2 separate regions of the Triticum aestivum genome follow, and region 2 is linked to region 1. A link is a contact called in public Hi-C data. All regions are on one chromosome and are shown on one strand. The core of a region is the stretch at or near the end of the contact, and the rest is flanking DNA. Distances in the headings are between cores, read along the strand shown.

Region 1 (7,379 bases), core at 2,605-5,104:
GTTTTCTAGCGAGTAAACTACAGTGAGCTCTGAAACCCTAGCCCTATGATCAAATCTTGGTTGTCCATTTTAGATCAACGGTGAACACACACTCACTTAAACTCGAAACAATATCACCCAACTAGAAGCCGCCATGTGTACAGCCTTATCCGAAACATTATCGAGAACATTTTCTGTTTAATTGAACTAATTGGCAGTTTTGCAGAAAACCCCTGGAACTTCAAACATTCACAACGTTTATCTTCAAAAAAAAACTTCAAACATTCACAACGTTTTATTTGTAGATCAAAATTGAGTGAAACTTTCTGCAAAATGACCCTTTGGAAATGCACTTTTACCTAACTAATAAAATTTTGAATTTTGAATAGTTTAAAAATTCAAATTTAAAAGATTTAGAAATTAATTGGGGCATAATTTGCAATTTAGAATTACAAATAAATTGATTCTTTTTGTAGAATGAACCTAGTGAAATATAGTTTCAACCAAGATTAGTTTAGTTCAAATATGAATAATTAAAAAATTGATTTTAGAGAGAATTCAGTAGGAGCTAGAATTCAAATGAAATTTAAACCTATTTAGGTTAACTTAGAAATAGAAGACCTAAATAGAATAAACCATTTGCAATATGTTTTAGAAAATCAAAATAAACTTTAGTAAAAAATTGGATAATTATTTGACTTTATAAAAATTCAAATAATATTTGAATTAAATTCAAACTATATCGGTTATAAACTTGAAACCCTGGGTTTAATTTGAACAAACTTTTGTAATTTGACTTAGTAAATTAATTGAACCGAGTGAATATTTTGGAGTGATAATTGACTTTAGGAAGTTAAAATTAAATTGAATTTAGCTCAAACTTAAATAAAGTTTGAAAATAATTTACACATAGTAGATCATCTTGAACTTATAGTTGACTTTAGTTCAAACTTGATAAAACTATAAATAAACTTTAGAATCAGTTTGAATTATTACTTAACTTTAGGGATTCAAATCTTTAATGCAAATCTAAACTTAATTTGAGTTCAAATAAGATGAACCCCAACTCAAATCCAAATTGAATTGGAAGCTAGACCAAGTTATTATTTTCAAACACTTAGTACATTCAAACTCGTGAAAGGTCAACAAGTTTGAATTTCAATCTTGAACATGAATTTGGATGTGCAAGATACATAGACCATGACTCAAGTTGCAAGATTCCTTTTGCAGAATCTGGCAACCACAACTTGACATCACATACTCCTTATGTGAAGAACCCGTATTTGAAAACTTGCATGCGAACCCTTACGTCACATGTATTCCAATTAACAACCACTATGTTGTTTAGCAAACTCTTATGAGTTAACTCTGACACATGATCTAATAGCACAATGACACTGACACCATGCACAACACTTGTTGTATGTTTGATTGCATTGTATATTTGTTGTTTATGATTGCTCTTTACTTAATCTAGATTATACGGGCAACAAAGAGTAACTTGATCAAGATCGTGAGAGTGAAGAATCATCAATACCAGGCAAGTGGTACCTTTGATGATAACATATGTTTTTCATGCATTGTAGTTGTTTTCAACTAGGAATCCCTATACGAGTTTACTTTGTGCTTGACAGAACCCAGTAGAAGAAATGCAGGTCCATTTCACCCTGACCTTGTAACCAACAAGTAATTGCTTAGCTGCTATATCATGGATTGGGATCAACATTCAAAAGGTTACTATATGGTTGACTAGTTAATTACCACCTAATTAATGAATCGATCAGGGTGGACTGGCTTTAATTGGGACATCAGAGTGTACTCTTTGGTGGGGAATGCCACCCAAGTATCAATGGGACCGTATGAGTTCAGAGTTGGGTATATTCCATGTGTGACCGTGAGACATTATGGGCTTTGTCTGGACCATAATAGCAATCCTCCAAGGCCGAGTAGTAATGCATGGTCACCCCTGAATTGGCCCGAGTGGATGCAGATCAGGAGGAAATGACGGGGGGAGGAAGAGTCTCAGTGCCATCCAGTGGCAGCGAGAGGAACTAACCCCAGTGAGAGGGGAGTGTTTTTTTCTCATGACAAGAATGGTGAAACCACCCCTTTTGACTAGGAGATATCCAAAAGAAAGTCGTGTCGGATGTGGCATCGCCACTTCGGCCTGATGAGATGCTCTGCCTAGCAGAACAATTTCAAATGTTAACCAAGGTGAAAAAACAAAAACAAATACTCAATGGGGGTAACTTTGAAGGATTTTTAAATGGGTTGGAACTTCATCAGGGTAAAGTAGGCGAATTTCACTCCTATTATAATGGAATTATTTATGATCCGGGAAATCTAATGGTACACTTAAGGCTTGCATGCCATGATCTAGTTGTTTGATACTAACAGAGAGGAATGAACTCCGTCGAGGCAGGAATGACCTTTGGTGCCACCCTCTTGGCAAAGCATGTGTCAATAAATTGTCGAGGAAAAAGAACATAATAGTAAATATCGATGCACCAGTTCAATTCTTCTTAACTCAAGAGCCATCTTAGGGGGTGTTTGCTTGCAAGGGACTAGACTTTTTTGGTGGGCCAGGGACTAAAGAAAAAAGACCCTTCAGTAGAGTCTTTTTCTAGTCCCTGTAAAAAAAGTCCCTCCTGTTTGGTTACATAAGGACTAAAAGTAACTTTTTCTAGTCTAGTCCCTGTAACGAAACACCCTCTTATTAACTAGGATAAAAGAAGTAGTGGGAGCATAATTGGTTTGCTACCAACATTTGGCAAGCCAACATTTGGCAAAATCAGAAGCTACCAACATTTGGCAATTTTTTATGAGTTTGGCAATGAAATTAGCAAGCAACCAATCTCTAGCCAAAACACTTTTGACATCAAACCAATTATGCTCTAGATCTGTTAAAATTAAAAAGAAAAACACGACAAAACGCGAGCCTAAGGTTCAGTTTGGATATTACGGTCTTCTTCCCGAACCTAACGTTTATATATTGGCATTGTGTGTTGAATTGAAGTTGAGTGTATGCGTCCCGTCCAATGGCATCGTTTGGTTACGCACCAGGTGATCAATACGATGCTCCTAGTTTATGGGAGGAAAATGAAATCATACTAGTACTATGTGGAGTGTTGGTACTTGTCAACAACATCTATTTATATATACAAAAGAAAGTTTCAAGTAGTATGAAAAGTTGATGTTGAGCCGGCCCATAATTTTAATTAAATCAACGAAAGCAAAGCCGTATCGTGCTGACGACGGCCTCGGTGGAGTGTTGTGGACCAGGCGTGTCGTTCTCGTGCAAATTGAAGTATCCCATCCGATCCGTATTTCCTCCTATCCATATTAATGGTTGTCGATTTAGTATAATATAATATATTAATATAGTGTCTCCTTCTCGTTGTGTTTTCTCTGTGACCTGATCTTCACACTGACCGGTGCCACTCATAAACAAGCATAGATAATTGGATTGCACGGCACGGTTGGGCCATAAAATCATAAAATATCCACCTAAAAAATGGCGATCACGGCACACATGATTTGTCACAATCTCATGGCGACGGCGATATCGTGTGGAGAAAGGTCAAGGAAACGGGGAGGGGTGCCGTGCGCGCGTGCGCAATCGTCGCTGCCGGTCGCTGTTTCCTTTCCGGAACAAGTTGGGGCGGATCCCGCGCCCATTATCCACTTGTGGCCGATTGTGGAGGGGGTTCAAAGTGGCAGCCGGCTGGTTGCGGAAGGTCAAGCGTGACGGATGGATGGATGCGACTGGGAGACGTGATGTTCATCTTTTTCTCCCTCCCTCCGGCCCGGGTGCGTGCGCGTGACCGACCGGCCCGGACAGCGACGGGGGACGCTGGGCGGACCATGCGAGGCGGAGCGGGGACCGCCGGCGATGGGGCCCGGAGGAGGCGACACGGCGGCCACTCGGGGCTCGACACGCGTGTGGTATGCGGCAGTCAGTGCGTCCTCGTTTTTGGCGCCACGGGTTTGTTGGTTTGTTCCTACGGGCCCGTGGGATGCGGCTGCATCGAATTGGGTTTTGTACATGACGATGCAGGGCATACGAGAGCAAAGGATGGACTAATTTCGAACCTCAAACATTCGTGCACGCGGTGTCCGAACGTGACCGCCTTGACCTTCGTTTTTTTTTCTCTACCGCAAAACAACTGCAATCCCTACTTTTAACCCACTTTCTCTGTCTGCACGTAAAATTTCATCGGACATGCTATGTGCACCCACACCGGCGAGTCAACAACTCGCTGTAAGAGCATCTCCAACAGCCGCGCTAAACTAGCGTCGCGCCGCAAACTAGGCCGTTTTAGCGTGCGCGACGCGGCGGGTGGCTTCAGCGGGCGCGCAAAAAACGCGCGCGCACTATAACGAGTTGGGCGCGCAGTCAAAAGCACTATCCCGCGCGGTGTATTTGGGGCGCCCGCTTCCACACGCGGCACACTCGAGCGCTCGCGCCGCACTCTCTCCTCTCCTCCTCCTACGCCCCGCGCGCGCCGGCGCCCTGCCACCCATGGACACGCACACCGGCACCCCGCTCACCCCGTTGTATAGCCGCGACCCCCGCCGCCGCCGGAAACCCTAGCGCGGGGAGCGTTGGCGTCGCCACCGCCGGAGCTCCGCCGAGCGTCGGCCTCGCGTGCAGCCTTTTTTTGCCGCCGCGGATGACCACGGCGATGGGTGGCGTCGCGCCGGCGCCGTCCCGTGCCGCCGCCGCACCGTCGAAACTCCCCAATGCGGCACGGCCGAAGAAGGGCAAAACATCCGCGAAGAAGAACAAGGCGGCGGACTTGTGGGCATGATTTTGACTTGGATGAACTTGTGGGCATGATTTTGAACTTGTGGGCATGAACTTTTATGAATCAACTTGTTTGTGTCAAATTTCACATGTTCATTGCATTTTGATGAATGTTTCAAACTCATTTTGTGTTCAAAATGCCTATATGTTAAAATGCCCGGCGAGTCGTGCGCGCTGTATTTTTACGCGCTGCTGGAGCGTCGCGCGCGCTGCTTTATAGCGCGGCTGCTGGAGCCAGCGCTGGCTGCCGCGCTAAACCAGCTGAAGTGCGCGCGGCAAACAGGTTTTTTGCGCGGCGCGAAGCGCGGCTGTTGGAGATGCTCTAAGTGGAGGCGAGCAGGCGGCGTGCTCACGAGCTCAGGCGGCGACCGCGTGTCGGAAGTCAAGGCCGCGCCACGCCCATGCCGCGTCATGCACGCACACGGCCAGCACACACGCGGCCAAATTCACTGTTTTGACCCTTTTCCTTAACTTAAGCACGATTTGACCCTATGTGCAACTTTTTTTCGGATCTGACCCTTTTTCTACCGCCATTGTCTTTGGCGGTAGGGTAGCACATCCTACCGCCAAGGCCTTTGGCGGTAGGACTTACTTACACCGTCACGCCCGTTCGGTGTGAAAAGGACCCTACCGCCATGGTCTTTGGCAGTAGGGGCATGCATGTAATTATAATAAGGGCACACATGCAATAAAAGATTCATTTTTTGCAAAAAGGACCCTACCGCCATTGGCTATGGCGGTAGGGCTACACGTCCTACCGTCATCGACTGCGGCGGTAGGGTCCTTTCTGCAAAAAATGAAAGTGACGGTGCAGGTAAGTCCTAGCGCCAAAGGCCTTGGCGGTAGGGTGTGTTACCCTACCGCCATAGACAATGGCGGTAGGAAAAAGGTCAGATCCAAAAAACTTTGCATATAGGGTCAGATCGTGCTTAAGTTAAGGAAAAGGGTCAAAACAGTGAATTTGGCCCACACACGCGGCCAGCAAACAACCAGCATGCATGCTGGCCAGGATGTGCCGCCCTACACGATAGAGCATTGGCTCGGTCGGCTTGTTCGTGTTGTGCCTCGTGCCGACAATGCGTGCCCGGAAGGTCGGGATGGGACGGGAGGACATGTGAGGACTTTTTTACTGTTTTGACCCATCTGCCGAAGTTTAGCACGATTTAACCTGTTTTTAAAACTTTTTTCGAATCTGACCCAAACCGAGACGCCAACATTCCCGGCGTTCTGCTTGCACTGAAGACATCACGATCCGTGGCGTTTAGGTCTGACCCACCTCCCTGGTCCGCCAGGTTGACCGTCCGACGTGGCAAAGGGGTAAACGCCATGGCCCTTAGCGTTTACCCCTAGAGATCAGTAAACCGGCCCGAGCCGGCTCGGGTGCAGCCCAACACACCCCAAGACGCAGGAGCCGTCTTCCTCCTCGTGGCGACGCTTACAGAAGCTCTAGTTCTCTCCTTCCCTCACCCAAATCACCCCCAAATCGGCTATATTCTTCATCAAAGGTGCGGATCTGAGCCCCCCCCCCCATGTTTCTTGAGGTATTCTCCATCGGTTCCTCCAATTATTTTTGGTTGGAAACTTTTATTTTTGTGGCATTAATTCATACTTTTTGGAACCCTAGGATTCGTTTTTTTTTGCACTTTTTTGAGAAAGGGGAGCCCATGGCTTGGTCATGTGGGTATGATGTATTCTTTAGAAGAGAAGGCATGTGTTTATATGGTTGGATTGAGAAGACAAGGCATTTGTGGTAGGGTTGGGCATTTTAATTTTTGTTGCTATGTATATGGATTTAAATAGATGATTGCTTGAAAGATAATCTAATAATTTGTGTATTTTGTATGCTTGATTCTCATTGAGATACGGTCATATAATTAGGATGTTATATTGAGATTTTGTTATGTTGTGTTGCCATTGAGATATGTTGCCATTGAGATTTTGTCATATATATCTTGACATTGAGATATGTTGCCCCGTGCATTGAGATTTTGTCATATATAGATAATTGGTTTTGTTATGTTGCCATTGAGATATGCATTTATGTTGATGTTGTTATGCCAAATATATGATATGTAGGATGTTATATAGTGTTATGTATGTTTCATTTGTTCATGCTTGATTTGTAGGATGGCGGGTGAACGTTGGTACGATGGTCTTCATAAAGGGTATGACAAAGAGCATCGTGCGCGGGACATTGAGAATCTAGGGGTAAGACTGAATCTATTTGAATTCTTGGTTATTACTTATCAGCTTTGCTAGGCACTAACCATTATGCAATGCTATTTTGCAGGAACTAAAACCTATGCGCATGAGGGGTCATAGTGCCCACGACTGGCCGTGCGACGAGCGGTATGAGCCATACTTTGAGAGATTGGGCCTTCTCCCGTTTGTGCTTCAGTTCAAGCGACACGCTCTGTCGATCAACCACGGGGCGATGACCACACTTATTGACCGTTGGAGGCCAGAGACACACTCGTTCCACTTGTCATGTGGAGATATGACCGTGGCCTTGGAGGACATGGCGATGATCAGTGGCCTTCCAGTCAATAGAGAAGCTTTGACCGGCACCATCGTAACTGCTAATTGGCTAGAT
Region 2 (7,334 bases), core at 4,165-6,664, 190 kb before region 1:
GCGTGCCATGGCCGCGTCCCAGAAGGTGCAATCCTAGTAGCGCCAGCAGCGGTCTTGAGAAAACTTCTGGGGCCATCCATCCATCCGTCTTGGACAAGTTCTCCTTCGCATATTGCGTATTTTAGGAAATCCGGTGCTGATATATATAAATATTATATATATGGTTGGTTTCGTTCTTTCGTTGCGTCGGTCGGTCCCTAGGGTGTCTATCTATCTGTTCATACCCCTTCATTGTTTCATATCTTGTAATCATAAAATCATGAGCCCTCCCTCCCAGCCTCCCCGTGTCTAGAAGTGTCGGTCGGTCGTCGTCCCAGATCCGTATTCATTCATTTATACCCTTCCCCTTTGGCTTTGGCTTAGAGGCGCGCTGAGTAAGCCAGTCTTATTGTCAGTTATAGAGAGTCCGATATTTTATTTATTTTCTTCCCTTCCTTTTCTTGTGGGTAATAATCGAGTTGTTTGGAAGTCGTCGGTTCGGTCGGTCTGTTGGTCGGGTCAGTCTGAAGAATGTGGTGATGAACTGGTTGTGTAATGTGGGTGGTGGTAATACAAGTTTTGGGAACTGTCAGTTGAGGTCCTATGTTGCTTGTATATGCTTGTGTTTTTCGTGTGTTTGTGATGTATGCCGAAATGGTTCGGTGTCTCTGTAAAAAGGGTCCAGTTGTTTTGTTTTATTATCCTGTGAGGAAAAAACATGTTGTTCCCTCTGTTTTCTGCCTGAAAGAGCTGCGGCTGCTCTACTTGGGGCTCCTTTGATTCAAAGAAATCCTATAGGGTATTTTTCTTAGGGCTCCTTGGAAGTCCTTGGGAATTTTTCTTATGTCGTCCCTTGGGTTCGTAATAGGATTGAATTCCATAGGGGTTTTTCATATGAAATATTATAGAGTACTTACTACATTTCGTAGGAAATGTAAACATCCACTCTAACCTTCTATTAGAGTTTCTTTGTCTTTCATGTGGCATCAAACACTCTTTACTAATCCTATATAGGAATCAAGTACTTTTCCTATTCCTGCATTTTCAGAATCTTATTATGGCCCTTGTTACTCGTGTCCATCCTTGGTTTTCTGCTGATTCTGTGGCCTGGGTCTCGTGGCTCACCCATGCCGATGCCATCTCGGATGCTGCTGACTTTGCACGGCCGAGTGAAGTCCGGGGCGCCCATGCCCGGGGCACATGCGGGGGTGCCACGACGGGGGGACGACGAGGACGATGCGCATGTGATGGTTCCGTTTGTTAACTTCCCGGGATCTGCGCGGAGAGCTGCTATACACACGACGTTTTTGGACGATGCATGAACGACGCTCCACATCCAGCCATTGAATCAGGGAATAAAGTGCTTCACATCCATCTGATTGTAAATCGTGCATGCATCGTGCATGGAGTGTCGTCTGTCTAGTATTTTCGATCTGCGCGAGAGGATCCGGCCGGAGATATCGTCGTACCGGTAGCGCCGCAAACCAAGCCTTGTCCGGTTCGTGCATCCCCATGTCCATCGCGGATCTTCCTCCTCTCCGCGTGCCAAATCTCTCGGCTGGGACGCACCAGCTGGGATGCCGAACGGACAAACAACGGACAATATATAGAGAGATAAAACGGACAAACAACGCATCACGGTCAGTACACATAGAGGTACGCAAATATACAGCACCCACCCACACACAACACATACCACATCACACGACACTTGCACCAGTCCCACGGCAACGCAACACACAATCATCCACAGACACACACACCACGGAACAGCCCGTACACACTCGCTCACAGCGACGCCGCGGCGCGCCACAAAACAGCTAGTACACATCTCGGGTAATTCCATTACAGCATTACATTACTACTACCATGTTTTTTTTTTCTTTTTGGGGAACACAGATGGTTGGGTCCTCGGGGAGACGCCGCGCGCGAATAGCGGCCGACGTCGTCTCCCGAGCAATAAATAGCAGTATCAAAGCCTTCTCCAAGATGGAAGCGCTATGTACATATATGGGGGCATTCGTTCTTCGTTCTTCGCTCTCCGACCGACCGCACCCGCCCTACCAGGACTGCTCGGCGTTGCCCTCACCTGCATTGTTCCTTTTTTTTTTTTGAGAATGAAAGAGAGGGAATGAAAACCTGAGCGATTTCAAGCATGTGATGAAAGGATTGTTTTTGGGCCGATCGCCGTACCTTTTTCTCTTGCTCTTGTCTGACGAGGACGAGGTAGGGTTGCTGTGCCAGTTCCGCTTGCGCTGGTTGATGAACCAGTTGTTGATCTGCTTCAGCTGCAGCCCCGTCTCCTGCACCAGCCGCGCCTTGTCCTCCTCCTAGCAATACCCACCAGCGATGCTCATCAGTAGCACAACAAGAATTGCATGTAAAATGGTGACAAAGTTGCTGGCGATGACGGTATATGCGGGATGTCTGTCACATACAGTTGGGTACGGCCATTTGGCGTGGGCTTGCCACCAAGCTTTCAGGGTAGACGCCGTGTCCCCTGGGAGCTTTCCGGCTCTTCGCTTCCGCAGTATCTCCTCCCTGATGTCCACAAGCTTTTCTCTATACCCCTGCAAAGTCAGGAAAATAATTTTGTTTACAGTTCAGTTTGGACACCAACATAGTGGCAGCTGACAGAATGGAAGGCAGCGAGTTTTACCTGTTTAAGCTCATGCTTCAGCTCTTGCCTCACGCGCTCGACCAAGGATCTCTCACCCTCGGTTAGCATTCCGAAGCCCATGCCATCTGACACATCGTTCCCGTCAAACATGTTGCTCTCACTGTCGACCGGATTGTCTTCGTCATCGGACATAGTTGCCCCGGTGCCTTCACCAGGAGATGCCCCTATAGGAAGAATCGATATTAGCAAAACTCAGAACTGGCCAATCTCCAACTTATCCTGGTCATATTTATATTGCGTCTTGCCTTGGCAGGTACTTATTCTTGCTCTAGTTTTTTTTTTCAGTACAATATATAACTAAGCCTATCCAGGCTTAATCTTGCTCTATTTTTTTTTCTGACACAATTCTCATTATTATCTGAAGGCAAACTTCCATGTTCAAGCATATGCCTCTCATCGTAAACTGATTGATGATTACACATACAAACAGATTATGCAAAGTTCTATTGTCAACAAAAAAAAAAAAATCACTCCCTTTGGTTTTCACAGCGACACCAGTTTCCAGTGTGACTGGATATTGGCATGGTTTTCTCATAGGTGTGTGCCTCGTGATGCCTATAGGCAGAATGGTGGAAAATGTGACGTAGCAAAAGGAACTAAAAACAGTACTATATGCAGACAATCAATATCCATGAATTAAATTCAAGTAAAGTACAATTCCACTAGAAATTTTGTAGCCATGTCAGTTCATTTTGACGATGAAGCATTATTCAATATGCAACACTTTTTTTGCACTACGCAAGGGGCTTCTTTTCCTATATGGATTATATGTCATTTTGACAAGCAACATAAAGTATCTGAAAGGGTAACCCTTGTGTGATGGTTCCCGATTATATAGTCCGTGACTGTTCCGTGTGGAAGCTAATTGCAGTAGACATATTAAGAGAGACTTTATCAGGACAGCTTAGCTAAGATTATGAACGCAAGGTACTGTCAGTTCAGTTGCATGGTTGGTGCAACACAAGGTTCATGAATAACTGCCACATACACCGAACTGAAATCTCAAAAGGTACAGCTTTGAAGCCAGGTCCAACAGCTCAAAGTCTGCAACTCTTGTAACTAATAATAATATATAAGAAGGAACCGGTACTACTATAAAGGTGGACCTAGTATCTCATAGGACCTACAAGGGTGTGAATTATGACCTATATTTTCTGTCACGACGCGCAATAATACAGGAAAATGGCCAGTCATTGAGCTCTTTCTAGTTGAGTTGAAAAACAAAATATAAGACGTTTTTGCAGTTCTTATATTCTGGTACAGAGGTAGTATTTGTGTTATGTTTGTACTCGCTGGATGCAGAGAGCAGAAGCAATGGATCCCTTCTTTTAAAAAAGAATTCCCCTGTGGTTGAGATCCTATGAAACGGCGCCCCTCATGTAGCATGGTACTTACTGTGACTATCAACCTCTTAATAAGCATGTAGTGTAGAGATTGTAAAACCCTCTTCCTAGAGAATTTAAGAAGCACATATCTTGCTGCTGAACTGATGAAGTTAAGATGATGTATGGTACCTGTAAGACTCTGCAGAGTTTGCTCGAGCTCCCAGCAGGCCATCACCGCCTCCATGGCGTGGACGCGCACATGCTGCTGGAGCTGTTCCTTGAAGGAACAGAGGAGCAGCACATAGTGTGTCTGCAACAAGGAAAACAGAACCTTTAGAACACATATATAGAGAAAAAGGCAGGTGGTCGATAATAACCTTTACACAAGGAGAATTGCCATTTCCAGGCAAAGGAAGGAGCCCCTGCTTGCCTAGCAAAGGGACACTTGTAGTTGTTTTTTGGGGTTTGTTTTTGTCTCTATCGCAGAGGTGAGGCGCTTGTGGTTGAGGAAACAAAGTTGCTCACAGCTAGAGCCTAGAGCACGCAGTAAATTATTTGGAGGTGGGATGGGTAGCAATCAAGGGATGAACTAGCATAATACTCATAGTTGAAGAAGCTAACTTTAACCAAATCCACCGGCGGAGGTTAGCGAGTGCTAATAATCCCATGTGAGCTCGTGCGCAACCAATCAAACATGTTGTGTGCGTTGGAAGAAAAAGGTAACCTGGCTTAGCCTGTTTGAAATCCCAATCCCAGTCCCAACACGAGCGGGGCAATTTCATCGCCAAATCCCATCCAATCCCCAAATTTTCGAACCACACACGCACGCACGCCGCGTCAATCTACTACACATAACATAGAGCACGCGCGGGGCAGCCCGGCCCAGCCGGCGCGGGGCGTCCGTACGCGGCGTGAGCGTGAGGCGAGGAGGCCTGGTGGTGGTAGCAGCTCACCATGAAGAGGTCGAGCTCCTCGCCGCCGGCGGGCGCGGCGGCGGGGGGCACGGGCGGCGGGGCGCGCGCGGCGACCTGCGCGTCGATGCGGGGGAGCTGGTCGACGGGGGTGGCGACGCGGAGGCAGGCGACGTGCGCCTCCAGCAGCCGCTCGTACAGCGGGTGCGCCTCGATGGCCGCCTTCTCCCTCTCCCACCCGCCCGCGCCTAGGCCTGGCGCGAAGCCGCCGCCGGGGTTCCCCGCCGCCGCCGCCGGGTCCATCCCCAGCGCGTGGTCCTGGTGGTGGTACTGGTACGCCATGGCCGGCCGTACCCTCGCCGCGCGCGCAGGAGAGGCGAGGCGGGAGCTCCGAGACGAGGCGAGTGGTACCACCGGGTCAAGTGGGGGAGGACGGGCGGATGGGTGTAGGTGTAGGTGTAGGTGTAGGGCGGCAGCAGTAGCAGTCAGGCGGGCAGGCAGAGCAGGCGGAGCGGTGCAGCGGCAGAGGGGACCGCGGAGGAGGAACCACAGCCATATGTATTCGCGTTTCCACGTGCTTCGTACGACAGTCGCTACAGGGAGCTTTTACCTCGTCTGACGAAAATTATAAGAAAAATAAATCTGGAGTAACACCAATAAATACGGACGAAAATTACTCCAGATTTATTTCATTCCTTTAGTAAATTGTAATTTTATCGGAACAAGCGTTGTCTAGTGTATCACTCATGTGTAAAGTTCGGGACAAGTGTGCCATTGTTGGCGGAAAAGACAAAATTACAATTACAAACCTTTTATTTTGCAAATTGTTACCAATAGCAAGCTTAATATAGTGTCGGTTTTATTTTTATCCGTTCATAACACCACGAGAGTCGTTTTGTTGCGGAACTTTACACGCGGGTAATACACTGGACAATGCGTGTTCCGAAGAAGTTCCAAAAAATATTTGACCATTTTTTCTTTTTCCTTTGCAATTCGGATGCATGTGCACCATTGTCCCATTGTGTGTTTTGGCCTCTAAGAGCAACTCTAGCAGACCCTGCATCCCGCCGACCCGTATAACTTATTTGCAGTTCGCGCAAAACAATTTTTGGGGGCCGGCGCGGGCTGGCACGGATGCAGACCCCGCATAATGGACCCATAAAAGAACATATTCGCGGAATATACTTTTTTTACGGGCCGGCTTATGCATGTTCTGATCTGACACAGCTCGTCCCGACCCGTAAAACTTAGATTGATCTATCATAATGCTTTTATTTGCTTTTGCAACAACTTTAGATACAAAATATATCATCAAATCTTGGCTAGAATAGTAAAACCAAAAAAAACAAGAACCACAAGAATGCATTTCAGAAGATTTCCAACTTCCATAACTGCTTCCACTAGTTGAAGCAATATCTTCTCCATGCACTCATTGTTGATCTGTGGATTCTTGATCTTGTTTTGTTCATTGTTGATGCTTTCTTCATTCTTCATCTTTGGCTTCGAAGAAGTCGACGTTGCTTCCCCTCTAGTTGCACATGCAGCCGCGTCGTTGCCTTCGATTGTACTAAGGAGTGCACTAACATTTATTAAGTTTCTTTCTATCAACAAATCAATGTATTGGCCTTCCCAAAACCAAAATGAGCATCCATCGTCCTACACAAAAGATTGAGCAATCTCGAAGTGAGCTACGGTGCTTGAACTTAAGAATGAGCTATGGAATGAGCTACCGCAAGTGCACGTACCCCGTCGTTTTCGCATTTGTAGAACACCCATCCGGTGTGCTTCGGCGTGCCCGAAGTGAGCCGCAGCACTTGGCGCGGGCAGTCGTCGCACTGTATGAGCGGCATCGGTAGGCCACAAAGACGCTGCGTGAGCACTGAGCCCGGCGGACGGCCGGACGAGTCCATGCCCGCAAACCTTCGGCGGCGGCGGGCGGACGAACCCGCGCCTGCATGTGGTGATGTGCCCTTTCCTGGGCTGCGGGAGAGGCTCCCCGACCACTCCATCGCCTGGGGCAGCAACTGGCGGCCGGTAAAAAGCCAAATCCGGTGGTCGGCGATGAAGCACCGCATATCTGCAAATCCGGCGGTCCACCGACGCAGGGAGGAAGGGAAGGGAGGCCTCATGCGCGTGGAGGCCTTCTGGCGTGCTCCTGCCGGCTGCTCTCACCGGAATCTTGGGCGGCGACCGGTAGCGGCCCGAGGGGGGAGGAGAGGTGGTTAGTGGGAGAAAGCGCGGGATGAAATGCCCCCCACCAACCGCTTCCGCTTATATGCAGGGCACCGTAGCCGCGGGGGGGGGGGCTCGTTTTCCCTGGTTGGGGCGGAGAATTTGCCGTGCCCCGCAAAACTTTTTGCGGGCCGGGGCGGGATGCGAGTTCTGATCGGGATGCTTTTTCGGCCCCGACCCGCATTTTGGCGGTTATTTTATGGGTTG

The links. A called contact is a pair of places that touch in the nucleus more often than the background predicts.
Region 2: a contact with region 1 is called in a Hi-C map of leaf, with 6 times the contacts expected there. The contact joins the promoter of LOC123155693 here to the enhancer-like site in region 1. A contact is called at or near these places in 3 of 5 Hi-C or Micro-C datasets (leaf and an unstated tissue) and 1 of 1 datasets of contacts at active chromatin or transcription factors (leaf).

What each region holds. Positions count from the first base shown.
Region 1 is chr7B:700,485,921-700,493,299 of IWGSC CS RefSeq v2.1, reverse strand. No RefSeq gene overlaps it. Among protein-coding and RNA genes, the nearest start is that of LOC123160861, 62 kb to the left of the region's middle. Within about 2 kb of position 3,854, at least 7 of the 8 cell types and tissues checked have an H3K27ac peak or open chromatin away from gene starts, as enhancers often do. A contact at or near this core is called in leaf, where this site is marked.
Region 2 is chr7B:700,680,896-700,688,229 of IWGSC CS RefSeq v2.1, reverse strand. LOC123155693 (homeobox protein knotted-1-like 11) reads right to left here and starts at 5,414. Exons shown (of 6, transcript XM_044573845.1): 1 at 4,938-5,414; 2 at 4,174-4,294; 3 at 2,639-2,823; 4 at 2,418-2,549; 5 at 2,173-2,309; 6 at 1,567-2,068. The coding sequence starts at 5,237. The coding sequence ends at 2,065. LOC123155691 (probable LIM domain-containing serine/threonine-protein kinase DDB_G0286997) reads left to right here. Exons shown (of 9, transcript XM_044573843.1): 9 at 1-581. The coding sequence ends at 37.